2 separate regions of the Gossypium arboreum genome follow, and region 2 is linked to region 1. The links are chromatin contacts, called in public Hi-C maps. All regions are on one chromosome and are shown on one strand. The core of a region is the stretch at or near the end of the contact, and the rest is flanking DNA. Distances in the headings are between cores, read along the strand shown.

What was found. A called contact is a pair of places that touch in the nucleus more often than the background predicts.
Region 2: a contact with region 1 is called in a Hi-C map of leaf, with 5 times the contacts expected there. The contact joins the promoter of LOC108484370 here to the promoter of LOC108460270 in region 1. A contact is called at or near these places in 2 of 5 Hi-C or Micro-C datasets (both in leaf).

What each region holds. Positions count from the first base shown.
Region 1 is chr6:84,555,373-84,558,820 of ASM2569848v2, reverse strand. LOC108460270 (somatic embryogenesis receptor kinase 1) reads left to right here and starts at 2,156. Exons shown (of 11, transcript XM_017759707.2): 1 at 2,156-2,809. The coding sequence starts at 2,716.
Region 2 is chr6:85,012,426-85,016,179 of ASM2569848v2, reverse strand. LOC108484370 reads right to left here and starts at 1,629. Exons shown (of 10, transcript XM_053029239.1): 1 at 1,387-1,629; 2 at 1,210-1,293; 3 at 521-640; 4 at 183-325; 5 at 1-92. The coding sequence starts at 1,471.

The DNA of each region.
Region 1 (3,448 bases), core at 907-3,406:
CTTGTTGAGTTCATTAAGCCACGGTCCACACCGGGCACTTTGGAGGCAACTATGTAAGCTTACCATGCTTCCTAATGTGAAAATATTTGCTTGGTGTGTGGGGCATGAAATCTTCTTGCCTACTCATTTTAAGATTTCAGTGTTTAAAGTTCCTCTTAATTTTGCTTGTAGCCATTATGGTGCTGAGAGGGAAACAATTTTCCATGCTCTACATGATTGTCCAATCTCAAATGCTATATTGAGGTTATCAAGTATTAGTGACTATTTTTACTTTCAATGCCTTTTATTGTGCTCACTAGCTTGCATTTGCCATACGCAAGTTGGACAGGGTTTCAATGGCTAGCTTTTGTATGCTATTACGAGAGTCTTAGAACATAAGAAATAATGAAGTCTTGCATGGATGCCTCACTCCACCTCATGTTGTGCTAAATTATGTGTAATCTTTACATAATGAGTTCCACATTCACAACCTACTTAATTGATTGATCTTGTTGTGGAAGCCTTACAGAGGGCGTTGGGTTCTTTCTTGTATTAGTCGAGTGAAAGTGAACATGGATGCTACATAGGACAAGCATACGCGCATGATTGGGTTTGGGGCCATTGCGTGGGATGTAGATGGGCTAATTTTGGGTGGGACAACAACTAAGGCATTCAATTGCTTTGACTTATCTTTGGCAGAGTCCTACGTAGTGATTTTGAGCCTCAATTTGGCTAGTGACATGGGATTTAAGATATTGTAATAGAGTCTAATTCTTATGTTGTAATCTCTAATTTTAACCATGTAATGCTTGACTTATCTTTGTTGTGCCAATTTGTTTTGGAGGCTCGTTCTCTGTTTTTAGACTTTGAACATTTAGACTTTGTTTTTGCTTATGATTGACCAATAAAGTTACTGACTTGCTATGTTGCATGGTCTTAAATGATGCTAATGAGGTTTGATTTTGTGTGGACTACTTCACGAACTTCATGACCTTGTAATGGTAGTCATTGTTTGATTGAATTGAATGGAATCGCTCATTTATTTTTTTTTAAAAAAAAACAATGCTTTATATATAATATAATATAACATATAATATAATATATTTATAATTATAATTATTTTTATTATTTTAATTAAAAATATTGAATATAAAGATTGAAGATAACAACAATAACTAATAAATAATAAAATTATCCTTTTATTTAAAATTTATTTAATAAATAAGTAAATTTTTTAAATCAAACTCAGGGTTTAAGTTTAAAATTACTCCAAATCAACTACAAATAGCATTGTAAGGAATAATTGAACTAATATAAGAAGCAACTCATATATGGTGAGTTTTAAGTCTAAAAGAATTTAGAGACAAACATCACATGTTTTATGTAAAAGTGAGAGTTGAACTTAGGACATGTAGTAAGACTTTAGTCTTTATTACCTATACCAAAATCTCATTTATAATTCAACAATTATTTTTAAAAAAATTTCATTTATTTAATAAATATCAAATTTAAAGTATTAATGTTAAAGTCTCTCAAATTTATTACATGGAATCAATATTTAAATATGATGTAATTCAATTCAATTTATTAGATTGAACTAATTTGGAATGGATGGATTTAGATATAACAAAAAAATAGATAAATATCAAAATTATATATGAATTTTGATTTAATATGCAATGTTATACATGAACTTTAATTTTGTGCAATTTTATATATAAAATTTGATTTGATTCAATTTTCAAAATTACTAACAACAGCATCGAATTAGCACAATTTTATATTGATGTATTACATATACAATTAGTTATATTAATCTGATATTAAAATAAATATATATTAATTAAAATGTGTAAAATTAAATCAAAATTAAAATTTCATATATAAATAATTCAAATTACATATGTATAATCATAACAAATTATAAATTTAACCAAGTATAAATTTAAGATTTTCCTTAAAAAATTAAAATAAGTAAAAGAAAGCCGTATACTAATTTAAAATTTAGAAGTGTATAAACGGAACTCTTATCATATTACTTTGAATAATTATAGCACAAAGAAGATTTTCAATTAAAAGAGATGCGCAGTGGGGGATCCACGGTCCAACATTTTGACCGAAAAACGGAAATGAAACCCCAAAACTACCCTCAAAGCCTTATTTATGTCGCTTTCCATTATATAGCGCGAACCCGTTTTGACTGCGTTCGGGCAACGGTCAGCACGTTCGGTCACCTCTTTTACTGCACGCTTCGCTCTCATTTCTCAAAGAAAAAAAAGAGGATAAAATAAAAATTAATTTTCCCTTTCTCTCTCAAAATCACTCCATCACTTGACTTACAAAGAGAAAGTTTTGAGAAACGCAAAAAGGAAAGTTGATTTCTTTTTTATTTTGTTTTTTAAAACTTGCTAAAAGAAAGGGTTTAAAAAAAAGAGTAATTTTTGGCTTGGTTTTTCTCTTTTCTTTTTCTTTGTATTTATGTTTTTGTTGGCTGCCTTTTTTGGGCATGCTTTTGAATGGAGGGGAGTGGGATCAAAGGGAAGGATTTGATTGAGGAGATTTTTTGGGCGGTAATGGTGGGAGTTGAGAGCTAGGGTTTTTGGTTTTTGGTTTTTTGCTGTAATGTTGTGTTGTTGGGGTTTCTGTATTGTTTGGATCTAAGGATATTTAGATTGAGAGCTTAAAAAAATTTAAATTAAAAAGTTGCAGCTTTTAGTTTCCCCTTTCTTTTGTCAAATGGAAGGAAGCAAAAAGGTTAAATCTTTGGTTTTGGTTTGTTTGATCTCGGTGCTACTGCATCCATTCTGGCTTATTTCTGCTAATGTGGAAGGTGAACATGTCTTCCTTTTTTTTACTCTACCGGCAACTCCTTTTTTTTTTATTTGCATTCAATAATTTTTGGAGTTTGATCCTTGATTTTTGTAACTTCGCTGAATGGGGCTTTTGATATTTCTTCTTATAATTTGGTTTTGAGTTTGAAAATGTCTGTGCTTTATACTTGTTTTCCTGATGGTTGGAAGTTTCATTTTTTGTGTGTTTTGCTTTTGGGAGATTACTTTAGAAGTGTTTAATTTGATTGTACGGATTCTGCTCCTTGTTGTCAATCAAATGTTAGTATTATGCAATATGGTTGTACAATTTGTGGCTCTTGTTATATTGGGTATCTTAGAACATGTCTCAGAAAAATGCTTTTTTCTAGAATGGCTTTGTGATAATTCAGATTGTGACGTTTTATTGTTCACAGTAGTTGCGTACTTTAGACATTAAATGTTGGTGATACTGTAGAAGTCATGGCTTCTTCGCACAATTGAAATTGTTTTTCACATCCCTTGCTGGTTTGATAGCAGATCTATTATGCTCGTGAGGTCGTTAAACTCGCACTGTTTAATATTAAAGAATTTTGTATTGCTTCTTTTTTTTGGTTAACTACTGGTTCAATGTATGTTATATTTACATTTGACTTCCAGTA
Region 2 (3,754 bases), core at 380-2,879, 460 kb before region 1:
AGACACTTCCCATTATCAGCATTCCACATCCAAGCAGTGCAATCCTCAGATCCGGCTAAGATTAGATGACCTTTTGGGTGCCACCTAATCCACTATCAGGCAAGAAGTCCATCATTAATTAAGTTCCAAAGAAAACATATAATATTAAGAGTAGTTAGCATCCAAGTATTATTTAGTTTTACCTCAATGCCACCTCCAGGACCCTCAAGTGTGCGTTTGTAATTTCCAAAGGTATCCCAAACTTTAACAAGTCCGTCAAAACCTCCAGATGCAAGTAGTTGTCCATCACTGCTAAAGGCTAAACTAGAGACTGAATCGGTATGGCCTGCACAGGCATTGCATTTACAAGAGGTTTAATAGAAGCATAAGAAATGAAGAATGTTAGAAAAGTCAACGGCACACACATCCACTTTGGCAAAATGCAAAAGTAATATTGGCTTCAATAAATCACTGCAGGGAAAAACTTGTACTGCAAAAAGAGAGTGAACTGTCTAGATGTTGTATTGTATCATGGCCATACCTCGGAGCTCAGAAGCCCAATCAGCATGACCTATCTTCCAAAGGAACCCCTTATCATCTCCACCCCCAGTAGCCACTAACACTGGATCTGTTGGGCTACAGGCAACTGCATAAAGTTCACCTGGAAAAACATTCATCGCATTAAGATTCTGTACAAATTCTGGTGAGTTTTCACTCTAAATTCTTTTAGTCGCATAGAGGATGACTTTCATAATGATTTTGTTTTTCTTACAAACTTTCGTAATGATGCTTGATGTTCATCTATTGTGAAAAATAGCCTTCATGAAGGAAGCTAGTAGTAAAGAGTAAATTGAGATAGAATAAACATTACAATAATCTGATGGGACAACCCCTTCTAAATATTCTAGTTCCCATTTCTATATTGATGGAATAATTTCGTAAACAATTTTAAGATCTGTTTTCCCCTTTAAGGAAATACATATTAGTTTTGACAGTTGAGCTGGTAATCAAAGCAAGTTTCTCTCAAGACCAATAGTATGGCAAATTAAAATTCAACAAACATCACTGATTATTTCCAGGAACTAATATCGAATCTCAAATTAAACTTAAAATCCAGATAAATCAAGGCCTGAACAATAAAATTCAGCCGTTTGAAGCTACCACGAAATCTAATCCCAGGTTTGAACATAAAAACACAAAACAACAACTAAAAAAAGAAATTGTTAATACCCGTATGGCCAGTGAATATGTGAATGGAATCATCTGTATCCTCAATATTTTCAGTATCATCCTCATCGTCAGCATCAGGAAGATCTGAATAAACCCACGCACAGAAAGAAAAATAAAAATAATATTAAAAGAATATAGTTACTAAGGAAACGTAAATTTAGACAGAGAGACCGAAACCTTCTTCGTCGACATCAACTTCGTGGATTATGTCGGATTCATCAACGAATACCTGGCCCTGCTCCTCGTCATCCTGGGCTGGCATGTTCTTATTTTTTTTTTCTTGGTTTTTGTGTTGAAGCAGCTGTGAGAGTAGAGGCTAATAAGGGGTTTTAAAGGTGTCTCACCATGAATATATGTTTCGGTCGTAGCCTTGATGTGTCAGAACTCGTTAGATTTGACTTGTGAACCCAAACTTTGACTCGCCTCAGTAAACATCTATAATATATAAATTTTAAAAAACAAAATTAATTGACAGTTATAAAGAATGTTGACTCAATTGAGTTTTTAATGATTAAAAATATTAATTAGTTTTATTAATTAATAAAAATTATAAGTTGATTGGTTTGATAGTTAATTTTCTTCACATGATTAATAGAAATTACTAAAATTATCTCGTGCGAGTAAAAATAATTTTTGAAATGTACATACAAATAAATTTGGACAGCATTGTTCAGATTAATTTTGGATGAATAAATTTTTAAAAATTATAAAAATTATTGAAAATTATAAAAATTCTAAAATATGTATAAAATATTTTGTTAAATATGACTCCTATTTTCAGTCAAATTTGAGAAATAATTTTTCAGTTAAACTCTATTTACTTGTTTCAATCAAACACTGATTAGTTTAGATTATTTTATTATTATTTGACCTATGAATTTAGCCTATAAATAGCTCTTTTACAACCTTAGAAATACACTTCCATTAGAGATTAGAACTCATAACACATTTAGATAATTTTGTGTTTACGTTTTGTGGATTCTTTGTTTTCGTGTTTTCGGGGTTTAGTTTTTATCTCCATCTTTTGTACTGTTCGTTCTTTTGCCATTATAATAAAATTATCTTTGCCCCTGGTTTTTTATCCTCTTTGGAGGGGTTTTTCCACGTTAAATTTGTGTGTTCAATTTCTCAATTTATTCCGCTATTTTACTTGTTCGTTGCTTAATCGGGTCGAAATCCTAACAAGTGGTATCAGAGCTAGTTCAATTTTCATAGATCAGCCCGTTCAGAGATGGCAACAACAATGTTTGAAATTGAGAAGTTCGATGGTGAGACAAATTTCAATCTGTGGCAAGTTCGGATGATGGTAATTCTAGTTCAATCAGGCTTGAAAAAGGTTGTTACTGGGAAAAATCCTGAGAATCTAAATAAAACAGAATAGGAAGAGCTTGATGAAAATGCTTTGTCTGCAATCCAGTTGTGCCTCGTGAATATGGTATTGCAGGAGGTATTGATGGAGAAAACCTCATCCACCTTGTGCAAAAGGTTAGAAACTCTTTATGCGACTAAGTCTCTGGCTAATCGTTTAGTGTTGAAACAACGTCTATTTACGTTTCGCATGAATGAAGGTGAGCTTCTTAGAGATCACATCAGTCAATTTATTACTCTTTTAAATGATTTAAAGAATGTTGAGGTTTATATTGACGATGAAGATCAGGCTATACTATTATTGTGCTCTTTACCCCCTTCATACAAGTCTTTCAGGGAGACCCTAATTTATGGCAGAGACAAACTCTCGTTCGAAGATGTGAAGGTCATTTGTTGAGTAGAGACAAACTCGAAAATGAGCTTCATTTGGATAGCAAGACAAATAGGCAAGCTTCCGTTTTGGTAGCATCAAAGAAACGAGATAAAAGGTGTCGCTATTGTAAAAAGTTAGGTCACGTTAAAGCAGATTGGTATAAATTGTGAAATAAAAAAGCTGCTGAGAGTAACGAGGAAGATGTAGCTGGTGCTAATTTGGCCGATGAAAATGGTGATGATTTCTTGTTAGTGTTAACAAGCGATAACACCAAGCTTACGTCCGAGTGGATCCTAGATTCAGGATGTTCTTTCCACATGTGTCCCAATAGAGAATGGTTCTCCACATACAGTTCGATTGAAGGTAGAGTTGTGCGCATGGGAAACGATTCATCTAGTAAGGTAATTTGTATTGGTATTGTTAAAATTAAGATGCATGATGAGACGATTAGGACACTCTCAGATGTCAGGTATGTACCTGATTTACGAAAGAATCTCATCTTCTTAAGTATTTTAGACTTGAAAGGATGCAAAATCAACATCGAGTCGAGCGGCATTAAAGTATCTCGTGGAGTTCTCGTTTTGTTAAAAGGTAAAAGAACCTGCAGTCTTTATATTCTGGAAGGTTATACAGTGACCGGTGAAATCGGACGTCCCTCATCTGTTACGGAGTTGAAGTTAACTTGTTTGGAGCGGAGGTAACTTGGTCATAGGAGGGAAAAAGGTATGACTGTTTCATTGAAGAGAGGTTCTCTTTTGGATGCAGGTTTTGAAAAGTTAAGGCACTGTGTTCGTGAAAATCAGA